Linked DNA regions of Mus musculus: all the other regions are linked to region 1. The links are chromatin contacts, called in public HiChIP or PLAC-seq and promoter capture Hi-C maps. All regions are on one chromosome and are shown on one strand. The core of a region is the stretch at or near the end of the contact, and the rest is flanking DNA. Distances in the headings are between cores, read along the strand shown. Region 1 holds the start of Ajuba (ajuba LIM protein). Region 2 holds the start of Ngdn (neuroguidin, EIF4E binding protein). Region 3 holds the start of Efs (embryonal Fyn-associated substrate). Region 4 holds the start of Pabpn1 (poly(A) binding protein, nuclear 1).

Region 1 (3,086 bases), core at 324-2,823:
CTAGGGTCCGCCCTTTTCCATATTAGAAAAATCTGGGGTCTCCACCTGCAACTCCCGGCCCCAGCAATTTGTGCTGTCGGGGCGATGGGTAACCGCACACATTGACCGGTCTCTCGGTTCCCTAGCTTCTTCTTTCCTACTTACCAAAGTAATCTTCTCTGGCCTCTGGCTCCCGTATCCGTGATCGGGAGGCCTCTGGAACGAAGGGACCAGGAGACTCCTCCAGACCCGACGGCTCAATCCCCGAGGGTTCCCCGCGAGCACCCGCTTCTCGCCCACCGGTAGCCACGGTCAAACGCAGCAATGCTGTTAGCTCGTCCTGGTAACGGGCCCCCGCGGCGCAGTCCCCGTAGCCTGTAACCGAGTGTCGTCCGGGTTGCGCCCCACGTCTCTCCAAAGGACCCGCTGTTCCCACCACGGCTCCGGTTAGAGCTCCGGGGCTGCCCAGGGCCGGGGGGTACGAGTGACGGCTCTCCTGGCAGCCGAATCCCACGGACCGATGGGCACATAGTCGGTCCAGGGCAGCGTGGAGCTCCGGGTAGGCGGACGGAGCCCCTCCAGGGTAGCCCGCAGGAGCAGTGGTCAGCGGGAGGCCGAATAGGCACGGCCCCGCGGGCAGCGGGCTCCCGTGGCGCTGGTCGTAGCCCATGCTGATGCCGCTGGTCCGATTGCTGCACGGCCGGCTACCTCCGGCTCCGCTGGCCCCGGCTCCGTCCAGCAGCAGGCTGCCCCGGGGGCTAGATGGCTTGCTCGCATCGCTGGCCGAGCTACTGGCGAAGCTGGAGCGAGGGCTAAGGGCTGGAGCCGTGGTCTCCAGCCGAAAATCAGGAGGCGACGACAGAGGCAGAGGCAGGGCTCGAGTGGGCGGCGGCCCCCCGGGAAAGGACCCTTCGAAGCGCTGCGCTTCAAAGGAGCCGCGTGCGTTCCGCTCGGCGTCCAGGGGCCCTTGCTCCCTGGCCGGTTCCAAAGGTTCATCTCCAGGCCCCCCATTCGCTCCACGGTGTCCTGACTTCCTAGGTCCCCCCAACCCGCTTAAGCGTCCCTTGCCTGCTCCGGGGGTCCCATCAGACCCAGACCGGCTCGCTTCGCCCTTTCTGCGGCCGAACTTGGCGCTGCCGGAGTCCGAGAGTCTCAACTTTTCTAGCAGACGACTGGCTTTCTCCCCTAACCGTTCCATGCCCACGGATCTGGGGCCTGCAGCCCCCTCCTCGCCCGGCACGCTGCAGTGTTTCGGCCAGAGGCCGGGCTCGAGTTCCCCGGGGCTCGGATTCCTGGGATGCAAGTCACTCACGGGGGCTCAGCGAGCGGCCCAGGTGCCGGGTGCCCGCGATCCCGAAGCATGCCCCAGCGAGAGGGTCCGCGCGCGGCTGGCAGGGCCCACGGTAGCGGCTGTCCTCCGCAGGTCTGTCCACGCGTCCGCTCGCGCCACCGCCCGCCGGCCCGGCCCGCCCCCCTGGCTCTCACTTGCACGGACCCAACTTCTCCAAACTTTTGTCTGCCTGGCCGGATCTACTTTCCGGGAAGGGCGGAGCGCGGTGTGCACCCCGGGTTGAGGTGTCCGCGCAAGGATTTCCTGGGCATCACAAGCAGGGAACTGTGGAAGCTGCCTCCGAGGTGGAGAGCTGCAGACAGGACGTAAAAGGTCAAGGGGCAGATTGGGCAGCTGCGTCCACAAAATTCAAGAGTTTAGACTGGGGGAGGGGGAGTGAAAAGGAACTCTTTGTTTACAGTTGGAATGCGCGGAGGGGCACTGTGGAATGTATCCATCAACGTTGGGAAGAAAAGGGCTTGTTCTACAGAAATATCGTGATACTGTTCCTAGAGTGAGGACTGCGGGGGAGACGGTGAGAGATGTCACAGAAGTGATAAGACAGGGGGCCAACCGTAAGAGGAAGATGAAAGGTGGATATGTAGGAGGTCCAGAGACCCGTGTGTAAAGATAGCTCTGAGAGGCAAGGAGGCGCAGGCAAGAAGTGTGGGAGCTGCAAGACCAACGAATGCATAAAGCAGGGAAAGGACAAGTTGGTCCGGAGACTTGAGAGACAAACAGATAAGCTGCAATAAAAAAAGCACTTTCTAGCCCCATGATTCTCTGATGGTGGAGTGGGAGGATACGAGGTTTATGTGCTTATATGAAAAGAAGCGAGGAAAATAACAGGCTGATCCCTGTCGCTAGAGGGACAAGAGGAAGATTTAGTGTGTACATAAAAACACGGAGAAAGGTTTTGGACTAAGGCAACCCTAAGGGCAATAGAGCGAGACACGGGAAGAGACACCCCCTGGTGTTGAGAAGTGAAACTTTTAGCGAGCATTTTAGGTGGCTAGAGATCAAAAAGTGTGATTTTTTCAGGCAAGGTTACACTCTCCCAACTCCGACCCTCTCATGGCTTCCTCATAAGAGGCTGATGGCAGAGTGGACAGCCATTCTTAAGGGGAGTGGACTAGATAAATGTTGAGGGTGGAAAGGGGTAAGACGTAATAATGACCAATGATCAAGGAAAGACACGCTTGACTAAAACCAGAACCAGGCAGCTTTTGTTTTCTATCCAAAAATAACACCTCAGATGGTGAGAGATAGGAAATGGTGGGAAATTACTTTCTTTCCACCCACCCCCAAACGGGGTGGGGGTGGGGGTGGGGGTGGGGTTCCTCTGGGTAGTCCTGGCTGTCCTGGAACTCACTCTGTAGACCAGACTGGCCTATAACTCAGAGACCTGCCTGCCTCTGCCTCTCACGTGCTGGAATTAAAGGTCTGGGCCACCACATCTGGCTTCCTTTTTGTATTTAGGGTCTATGAAAATGACACGCACACAACTCATGCATATTATTTTCATTTGTATATTTTGAGAATCTTTTATAATTTTATATCCCTAGGGAGTGGGGAGGAGAAGGCAGGCATTGCGTACCTATTCACAGCACTGAGAAGTCTGAAGCCAGGAGAACAGATGGTTTGAGGTCGGTCTGGGTTATGTAGTGAGTTCTAGGACAGCCTGTGCTACATAAACCTTTCTCTCAAAACAAAAAGGCCAGGGATTCTGACACTGCAATTAACCCAGGCACTCAGGGAGGCACAGGCAAGATGATCT
Region 2 (3,086 bases), core at 430-2,929, 440 kb after region 1:
TACATAAAATAAATAAATCTTTTCTTTAAAAGGAAGTATTATTTATTTTCTCAGATATTGTAATCGTTTGTCTATAACACATATGACAAACTTCAAGTTCCAAAAAATAGTGTTAAAACAGAAGTTTCACAAGAAAATCCTAATAAATACATGAAAAGTGCTGACAAGATGGCTCCAGGTCAAGGCGCTTGCCCACTAGGCTGACCAACTGAGTTCTATTTCCAGGACTCACATAGTGGAAGGAGATCCAACTCCCATTTGATCTTCACAAGCGTGCCGCACACATATAATAAATAAACTTTTTTTTTTAAAAGACAGAAAAATACCAAAACTCTTGTAGGTTCTTACAGTGCTCTGCGCCTCCCAATGAACCTTAAACAGCAAATAAATATCACAGGCAAACCCTCTGTCCCATTTTATGTAGTTCCCAAATAGGTAGAAACTAGAATGTTTCACCCAGAATTCAAGATAGAAAAAGGATTACTCTTTTTTGCTTAAAAAAAAAAAACAAAAAACAAAAAACAAAAAAACAATCACTTTTATGTATGCCTATGTCTGTATATAGGGAAGTCAGAAGGAACTAAAATTCCCCTGGGGCTGGAGTTAAAGGTAGTTGTGAGCTGTCTTGTCTGGGTGCTGGGAATGGAACGTTGGTCATCTGCAAGAATAATATGTGCTCTTGGCCACTGACTGAGCCATCGCTCCAGCCCCGTTTTCATTTTGTTTATTGAGATGGGATCTCACAATGTAGACCAGACTGGCTTGAAACTCATGGAGCTCTGCTTGTCTCTTGACTAAAGAGATCTGGGATTAAAGGCCAAAGCTACACTTTGGATTTCCCGGCTCAGGTCTGCTCTTCTGTTGCGCGAGGAAACTCCGAGCCAGGAGGACCTTTCTAGCGCTGTATTGTGTAATGCAGACGGAGAGTGGGAGTTATAACTCCCACCTAATCCTCCAGCCCGTGAGAGGCGAGGGAGTGGGCGTGTTGGAAGATACTGAGAAAAGATGACGGGGACAAAGGAAATATGCACAGCCAGGGTTTTAACCACGTTCTGCGGTGGACGAGTGGAGCAGTGAGAAAGGCACGCAGGTTGAGCCGGTTCCTCGCCTGTCGATTTTTCCCTCGAGAGGAATGCAGGGCGCAATGCGGCCTTTGCGCAGAGTCCTAGGCGTGCACGGGGAGGGTTGGCCGGTGATGCGGCCGACGGTTTCTGAACCTTGGGTTCCCGCTCCTCCATCCCAACCATCCAAATTACGGATGAAAAGGGCTCCACTGTTGTTCAAGGACAGTCACAGAACCAGGAAAGGCGCACTTGGAAGTCCTGGGGCCAATGGCGGCCCAGCAACCCTGCCGCATCAGAGAACGGACGGAAGCCGCCACCCTGCGGTCTGTTTTGGCACTACACGGAAAACGCCGTGGAAAGACTGTCTCTGCGGCATCTGGGAGCCAATGAGCTCTCGGGCTGCATAACTAATTTCTTTTTTCTACTGGTTGCACTAGCTGTCAATCAATAATCTGCACAATATTTATTGGAATTAGCATCCATCATTCTCTGTAAATCACGAATCACATGCTTCTGTCCCCGCCCACCTTTACGCCTTAAGAACGCCTCTGCGTTTGACACATTCAGGGAGTTTCTTTATTTCATTGGCTAGGTGAGGTCCCGCCTCTCCGATTAGCGGAAATGAAAGATCTCTTACTTCCATTGGCTGAAATTTGCAAACTGTGATTGTCTATCAAAACTATGAACTCACGCTAGCTCCTAGGAAGTTCGGGCCCGGAAAGGGTGGGCTTTGCGAAGATGGCGGCTCCGGTGAGTTCTGTCTCCTTGCTTCTTCCCGGAAAGGAAGGAATCTGTGAAAGTTTCCTTTCGCCTCCACGGATCGAGGCAAACCGTTGGCACCATGGATGATGAGAGTGATGAGAGTTGTCTCAGGGATGCGCTCACTCTGACACAGCGGTATCGTATGTCAGATGAGAGGGAGGGTCAGACGCTGCAGGTTGGCTGGTTCCGGACAGGAGGCTAACCCCAAATTACTCTTCAGAATGAGCTTTGTAGGGAGAGTCTCGTGACCATGGCGGGCGGTGACCCGGCCTTAAGGTGGGACAATGTTCCGAGCAGAGCTAGCGTCACATGTACAATGTGGCTGGGGCAAAGGCAGCCGTAAAGTTTGGCGATGAAATCTCCGGTCTTTTCCAGTAAATTGGGGGGGGTGTGGTGGGAGGAGACTGGCTGTGTGCCGAGGCTGCCTGCCCCTGTGCGGGGGGAAAACGACCCAAAAGTCGCGACTGTTTTGAAGGAAAGGAGGGAGTTTGATAGGCAGTACGTTCTGCAATCATCATCGCCTAAAGTAAGAAATTGATCACCTTTAACTGTCCCCTCCTATCTGTAGGAGGTGCTGGAGTCAGACGTGTCAAGTTCGATAACACTTTTGAAAAACCTCCAGGAGCAGGTGAGTATGTATGTCTTTTAGAATAAATCAGTCAGGGATTAACTTTGACTTCATAAGTCTCATCCACACACTTTGATGATTCGAATACTACAAAATTATCTTAGGTGTAAAATAAAAGCCTTATATGCGCTTCATGAAAGTTCAAAATAATTCATTCAGCTCCCAAAGAAATACAGAAAGCTGTTTTTCCCCCATTCACTTACTTATTTATTTATTTTATTTAGTCACTTTACATTCCGATTGCAGCCACCCCCCAGAAAACTTTTTTTAAGTTATACCCAAACTCCTTTATTTAAATAATAACTAAGAAAACAGATGTTGACAATCTGTCAAAATAGTGGCTATAAGTGCCACTTAATATGCATTTACATAGTAAGTTCTAGTGGTACAGATAAAATTACACTCCTTGGCCTGTTTATGGTGCACACCTTTAAACCCAGCACTTAGGAGGCAGAGGCAGGTGGATCTCTGTGAGTTCAAGGTCAGCTTGGAGTGTATAGTGAGTTCCAGAACAACCTGGGCTTCATAGACAAACCCTATCTCAAAAAACAAAAACAACCCCACAAACAACAAAAGTCACAGCCCTCATCGCCACTGTCGGGCTCCTCACCCCCTTCACTTGGTTTCTTAAT
Region 3 (3,086 bases), core at 436-2,935, 350 kb after region 1:
CTTTTACTTACCTCCCAATTACAAGCCCCTGCCAACCCCCAATAGGCATCTGTTTCCACCCAGCAAGAGCAGATAGGATGGGGTTACACTCCGCCCTCCCCCCTCATCCCCCAACTATCCACAACCACTATAAAGAAAGAGAATAGGGAGAGAGGAGGAGGGGCCAACCCAGAACCAGAAGGCACAGGGGATGAGGACTGAGAGGGAGGGAGAAAGGAACAAAAGAGGACAGGCTTCTGGGAGAGATCACTGAGTGGATAGAAATAAACAGGACAGTGCCATAGAGCAGGTTGGAGGTGTCTGCCTGGCAAACCTCCTTTCCCTGGTGAACTCACCGACGTGGCAATGGCCATGGCTCTGGCCTCCAGCGTCGCCTGCTTCAGGCCAGGCTCTGTTTCGCTGACTTCAGCGATGGCTGCCCCACACCATGGTTCCCGGCCTCCAAGTCAGAAGGTCACCCCAAGCTGTAGCGCTTGAGGAGATAGATGCCTCCCCCCAAAGTTGGAGGAAGAGAAAGAAAACCCACAAAACTTTCCAAATAGGAGGCAGCTTGGCCAAGCAGGAGGAGGAGTAAGGCGGGCCTGGGCGTCGCTGCGGGACCTCATCCAAGGGGCGCGCTCTAAATTGTCCCCCAGGGTCTCTCGGGGCTCCAGGCCCCCACAGCTGCCGCCTTAAGTCGCAGAGGCCTCCTGGACTCACATGGGCTCACAGCTCACTTCCCAGGCTAAGAGACAGGAGCTGTGGCTGCTTTCGACGCCTCTCCAAGCAGCTCAGGCTAGCCCCGAGGGCTGGGAGAAGCCGCCTGAGTGGTTGGGCTGGACGAGCGACTCTTGGGGCCAACCCTCCCCCAGCGGCGCAGAGCGGTGCTCCCAGGGCTGTCTGTGGTCGTGGCAGCCGGGCCACTGCGGCGGGACCCGCGGGGAAGGAGGAGGAGCGACAACTGAGCTGCGTGTCGCCAAACTCGCTCAAGTCAGCGCAAAGGCCGGCGCCAAAAGGCCTAAGAGCGCGTGGCGGTGGAGCTGGGCTGTCTGCCCAGGCCCGCGCCGAGGCGAGCTCTCCCGGCCACACTCCTTCTCAACACAGCCGGGTCTTGGAGGTGGCCGCCAGGCACCTCTCAGTCTCAGCGCTCAAGGGCGCGCACCACCCTTTGCCCCAGGCACCCCTCTGGCCCCAGTCCCCGCTCACACACCCTGGACCGGGCCCTCGGCGCGTCCCAAAGCTTAGGGAAGCTCCAGGTGTCTTGGGAAATGAAGAAAAAGGCACCGAGCAAAAGGGAACAGAGAAGGGGAGGAGCAGTGCTGTGGGCTCGCCTAGGGTCGAGGTGGGGACACTGAGGGTTAGAAAAGGTCCGGGGTCGCGCGCGGCCCCCGATCACCCCTTGCACTCCGCGCCCCTTCCCTCCCTTGCCCGGGCTCCCGCTCCCCCTCGGCAAGCTCTCCCTCCCCTCCCCGCAGGCCCATTCCTCTCGCGAGGGGCTCGGGCCAGGGGATTAAGAGAAGGGGGAGGAAGGGGGAAGGGGAAGCTGTAGGGAAAGGGGACGATCCTTTCCGAGGCGGTGTTGAGTTTCAGCTCCAGACCCTCGGGCCAAACTGCGCGCCCCAGCCCGGCCACTCTCCCCCGCACCTTCCTCCTCGGGACCGCGCAGCAGACCGCGGGGTGGTCTGGTCCGCGCGCTCCGGGGAGCTCGGCTCTGCCCGACACGCCCCCGCTCTCCCCCGCCAGCCCCACGCCTCTCCCTGCCTCCCTTTCATTAGCCCCACATCTGTCTTTCCCGAGGGAGGGGACGCGCTGCTTCCGCCGCGCGCTAGGGTCCCGGCGGTTTGAGCACGCTGACTTTGCAGGGGCTCAAACCGGCTGCGGGGGTGAGCCGGGGAGGTCCAGAGGGCCACAGGCTTGGAGTCTGGTGCTGAACAAAGATTCTGGCCCTTGGGAGAGAACAAGAAGCTTTAGCGGCTGGCACCAGATCCCAGGCTGGCCGGTTGCACCGCCTTTTAGCCTCCTTTGCCAGTCCGGGCCTGTTTCTTGTCTTTGGTTTGGCCCTCGCTGCTACTGGAGCAGCTGGAGTAGAGATCGTAGGCAGAAGATGACAAAACTCTTTCTGAGGGGCTGGAATCGGGAGTTTCAGCCAAACCCCAGCTCCTTGCCTCCTTTCCCCTTCCTGCGGCCTCCCTTCAGTCGCCCTCTTCTCTAGCCTTTACTTCGAGGAGATATACATCAGAGCTTCTCAGGGTTGGGAGAGATCTGTCTTCTTCAAAAGAAAAGAATTTGGGGCGGGGTGGGGGGAGTGTGTCCTGGTAAGCAAGCTGCTAAATAGAGGTGCAAAGCTGTAATGTTTCCCCAGTGTTTACGTTTAACAAATGAGCACTTTAAGCACAAACAGACAACGAGCTTAGTCGTAACCTCTTTACAAGAGAACAGATAAAATCTTACTTAAGGACCTTTGTGAACTGGAGGCTTTGAGACCACTGTTGCTCCACCACACCACAGTGTTCCACAAGCTTAAGCACAGCATTTTCCCAGAACCACCCGAGGGGACAATGTTTACTGCCTGGTTACCTAGAACCCTCTGCCGAGGGAGAGGGAGAGTTGGCACCTAAGGGTGGCTCAGTGAAAGTTTCAGGATGAACGCGGGATGAATGGTGCTGGCCCTGGTCAGTGATGCTGGAGGGCAGACTTCATGCCCTGGCTGGAAACCTTCAACAGACTCAGGCTCCATTAGAACGAAAAGGAATTTTCGGGGAAGCTAAGCAGAAGGATGTGAAAGGTCCAGGCAGGGCTGCAGTTTGAGAGATGGGTGGGGACCTCAGAGCTTGAGGAATGACTTTAGGTAGGGGCAGCTTCTGTCTTGGGAGTGAATCCTGGCTTGTTAGCTCTGATACCTTGGTCTAGTCATAGCCATCCGGCAGTTTTAATTCCTCCCGTGTAACAGTTGCTTTGGCAAGGAGAACACAGATGGAAAATGCCCCTTCTTCCTCTAACAACACTTTCACGAAAACCAGATGTTCTCAGCTGAAGGAATGGGAACCTTTGCTGCAGTCTTGGTTGGTTTTTTTTATTCTTCTGGAACTCACTCTGTAGACCAGGTT
Region 4 (3,086 bases), core at 242-2,741, 320 kb after region 1:
TTTGGTGCCTGACTTCGGTGATCAACTTCAGTTCAGATGGATCCGCAGCAAGAGTGCGACTCTGCTTCCAGCTCCCAAGCTTCTGAGGTAAGGCCTGCAACTGTGGGGTCAATCAGCTGTGCTTCCGACTTTGCTTTTGCCCCACTCCCCTGGTGCGACCAAGTTAGCCATTTTGATTGTGCTTGTATGAATCTATCCCTCAGACTTGTAGTTTGGTCTGTCTACAAAAAGTCCGTCCTCTTGCAGATTTAGCACTACTGTTCTTTAATTTTTATAAATGTGTGGAATTTCTTCTGGAGTGTGGGTATCATACTATCGTCTCCAGGGCCAGATCTCATGGTTATTTGAAGGTGCAGAGCTGTCTTGAGAATTTGCATGGAGAATTTCCCCCAGTGGTCTTCAAAGTGGTTTGGAAGCTAGGAAATTACACCTAGAAGTTGCAGTCACCCAATAATCACACAAATTTGCGGATAGAAATATAAACAGGACTTGGCCCCTTGTCTGCGGGCACTCTGCTTAGCTAGGAAGGAGCACAGAACGGTTAAGAGTGCAGTGGAAATAGGCCCACTTGTCTCAAGATAAAATGGGAAACCTGGTGGAAGGCATTCTCACTGAGGTGGTCTGGTTTAGGAGAAACTGCACATATGGGACTAAAGCTGTGAACCTCGGGTAAACCGGGGAAAGTGTGGAGACCATACTTGCAAACTAGCCCTAAGTAAGGAATTTTTGACACGTCAGCTGGCCAAGAAAAAGAGGGTGTTGTAATAAGTTAGGCAAGAAAACTGGCTGAATCTTAGTCTAAAACAATAACCTATGCAGAACAACGGGACACAACTCCTAGTGGGAGTGAGGTTTGCTGATCCTTACTTTTTTTTTATTTTTGAGGTTACTTTTCTATGTAGTGTTGACTGGCCTGGGAACTCATTCTGTAAGTAGTCTAGTTTTGAACTCACAGAAATCTACTTGCCTCCGCTTTCTGAGCGCTGGTATTAAAGGCGTACGCCACCACACTCCGCCTAGGAATTCCCTAGTTTTAAGCCAGGCCATCCTTTCGAGAGCAAGGTTCACCTGTCGCACAACGGGTGTCTGCCCGTCGAATCCCATAAGCCAATCGGCATCCAAGAATGGGCCACTTCGGTGAGGCGTTTGGAAGATTGGTCCTTTTCGCCTCACCAGTCAGAGGCCAATTGCGGAGCATCCTCCATGTTGTGGGCCCGCCCATGGGTGGAGGATGAACGGAAGGTCGTCACAGTGCGGGCGTATTGTTACCTAAGGACTCAACAGGAGGTGGGGTGTGTTGATTGACAGGCATATTTCACCTACCGGGTTTAGAGAATTTGGCACAGTGGCCCGCCTTAGAGGTGGGGCCTCGTTTGATTGCCAAGTAGAATTCCCCAATAGTATTCGAGCTCGGGGTAACGGGCAGGCTGACTGACTAATGAATCCTCGGCGTGGCCGGCTCAGTTCTCCAATCGCCGATCGGCGGGCCCCAGTCTGAGCGGCGATGGCGGCGGCGGCGGCGGCGGCAGCAGCAGCGGGGGCTGCGGGCGGTCGGGGCTCCGGGCCGGGGCGGCGGCGCCATCTTGTGCCCGGGGCCGGTGGGGAGGCCGGGGAGGGGGACCCGGGGGGCGCAGGGGACTACGGGAACGGCCTGGAGTCTGAGGAGCTGGAGCCTGGGGAGCTGCTGCCGGAGCCCGAGCCCGAAGAGGAGCCGCCCCGGCCCCGCGCCCCTCCGGGAGCTCCGGGTCCTGGGCCCGGCTCGGGAGCCCCCGGCAGTCAGGAGGAGGAGGAAGAGCCGGGACTGGTTGAGGCCGACCCCGGCGACGGCGCCATTGAGGACCCGGTGAGGGGAGGAGGGCGAGCGAGCGGGCCGGGTCATGGGAGGCCCAGAGCACGGACAGGAGGCAGGCAGGCGGGGGGTGGGGTTGGGCGGGGAATAACGTGGCTGGTGGCGGGCCGAGGCCGTTCGTGAGCGGCCTGGTGGGGCATCATGGGTGTCTAGGGTGGCTCTAGAGAAGGTAAATTGACTCTTTTCATTTTTTCTGCGTGTTTTTTTTAAATAATATTTTTTATTTCAATCACGACCCTCGCACGAGGCGAGGGAAATGGCCGAGCACGGCTGTGGCCGGGCCCAGACAAAATGTACGGCACAGCCCCTGCGTCTGGTTAACTGCATGCCCTGCTCATTCATTGTAGGAGCTAGAAGCGATCAAAGCTCGAGTCAGGGAGATGGAGGAAGAGGCTGAGAAGCTAAAGGAGCTACAAAACGAGGTAGAGAAGCAGATGAATATGAGTCCACCCCCAGGCAATGGTGAGTAGATCGCCTCATGCACGCACAGTCCGGATCTTTGGTTGATAGGGTAGTGGGGGAAGACTGCAGCGTGGCAGAAGCCGGGGACCTTGAATGAAGCTGCTCGTCTGAGCAATTTTTTCTGGGCAGGTGCTGTGGTCATAGTCCATTACGTGTTCTACTGACCTTTGTTAGACACAAGCCGTTTTGGTGAAGAGATAGTCTTGTGCCTTCCTTTGTCTCATTTATAAATGTGTTTCTCTTTGTTCTTAGTTTGTCTGTACCCTTCTTGGGGCGATTATCAGCTGGCATTTGACCTTCAAGTCTTAACACTTTTCAGTTGGAGACCCTTTAGTTAGGACTTAGGAACTGACTGGTGGCTGTAAGGGAGGGAGTTCTTTAAAAATGTTAGATTTCAGTCCATTCTGTTTTGTTTGCTTTGAGGCATTTCAGCTAAAGCTGAATAGAGACTCGACTTGAAAAACGTAAAATCTTAACACCGTTTTTTATGGTCTTTTAAGAGGTAGTTTCTCTAATGTATATTGAAACCTACTATGTGCTAAACACTGTTATAGGTAATTGGTATAGTAGAAGTATACCCAAAATTTAGCCTGCGGGTGGAAGTGTGTGTGTATTGATCGAGCAGAAGATGTGCTTGCCTAAGGTAATTTTTTTCCCCTCTAAAAGCTGGCCCAGTGATCATGTCTCTTGAGGAGAAGATGGAGGCTGATGCCCGCTCTATCTACGTTGGCAATGTATGTATCAAGGAATAGTCTGCTTTGGGTTTTGGGGGGGA

Evidence for each region. Promoter capture Hi-C pulls out the DNA fragments that hold promoters and counts their contacts. HiChIP or PLAC-seq counts read pairs in DNA pulled down with a chosen protein or histone mark.
Region 2: a promoter capture Hi-C map of neural stem cells shows a contact between it and region 1. The contact joins the promoter of Ngdn here to the promoter of Ajuba in region 1. A contact is called at or near these places in 2 of 39 promoter capture datasets (liver and neural stem cells) and 4 of 484 Hi-C or Micro-C datasets (embryonic stem cells, forebrain and muscle stem cells).
Region 3: a contact with region 1 is called in an H3K27ac HiChIP or PLAC-seq map of epiblast stem cells. The contact joins the promoter of Efs here to the promoter of Ajuba in region 1. A contact is called at or near these places in 1 of 39 promoter capture datasets (embryonic stem cells), 3 of 484 Hi-C or Micro-C datasets (all in embryonic stem cells), 3 of 115 datasets of contacts at active chromatin or transcription factors (embryonic stem cells, epiblast stem cells and microglia) and 2 of 9 other capture datasets (adipose tissue and pancreatic islet).
Region 4: an H3K4me3 HiChIP or PLAC-seq map of embryonic stem cells shows a contact between it and region 1, with 13 read pairs. The contact joins the promoter of Pabpn1 here to the promoter of Ajuba in region 1. A contact is called at or near these places in 1 of 39 promoter capture datasets (liver) and 4 of 115 datasets of contacts at active chromatin or transcription factors (the HL-1 cell line, embryonic stem cells and pancreatic cancer cells).

What each region holds. Positions count from the first base shown.
Region 1 is chr14:54,576,088-54,579,173 of GRCm38.p6, forward strand. It overlaps Ajuba (ajuba LIM protein), which reads right to left and starts at 1,574. Exons shown (of 8, transcript NM_010590.5): 1 at 145-1,574. The coding sequence starts at 1,177.
Region 2 is chr14:55,013,775-55,016,860 of GRCm38.p6, forward strand. Ngdn (neuroguidin, EIF4E binding protein) reads left to right here and starts at 1,680. Exons shown (of 11, transcript NM_026890.2): 1 at 1,680-1,814; 2 at 2,395-2,454. The coding sequence starts at 1,803.
Region 3 is chr14:54,925,103-54,928,188 of GRCm38.p6, forward strand. Efs (embryonal Fyn-associated substrate) reads right to left here and starts at 1,686. Exons shown (of 6, transcript NM_010112.4): 1 at 336-1,686. The coding sequence starts at 353.
Region 4 is chr14:54,892,652-54,895,737 of GRCm38.p6, forward strand. Pabpn1 (poly(A) binding protein, nuclear 1) reads left to right here and starts at 1,492. Exons shown (of 7, transcript NM_019402.2): 1 at 1,492-1,843; 2 at 2,197-2,311; 3 at 2,978-3,045. The coding sequence starts at 1,505.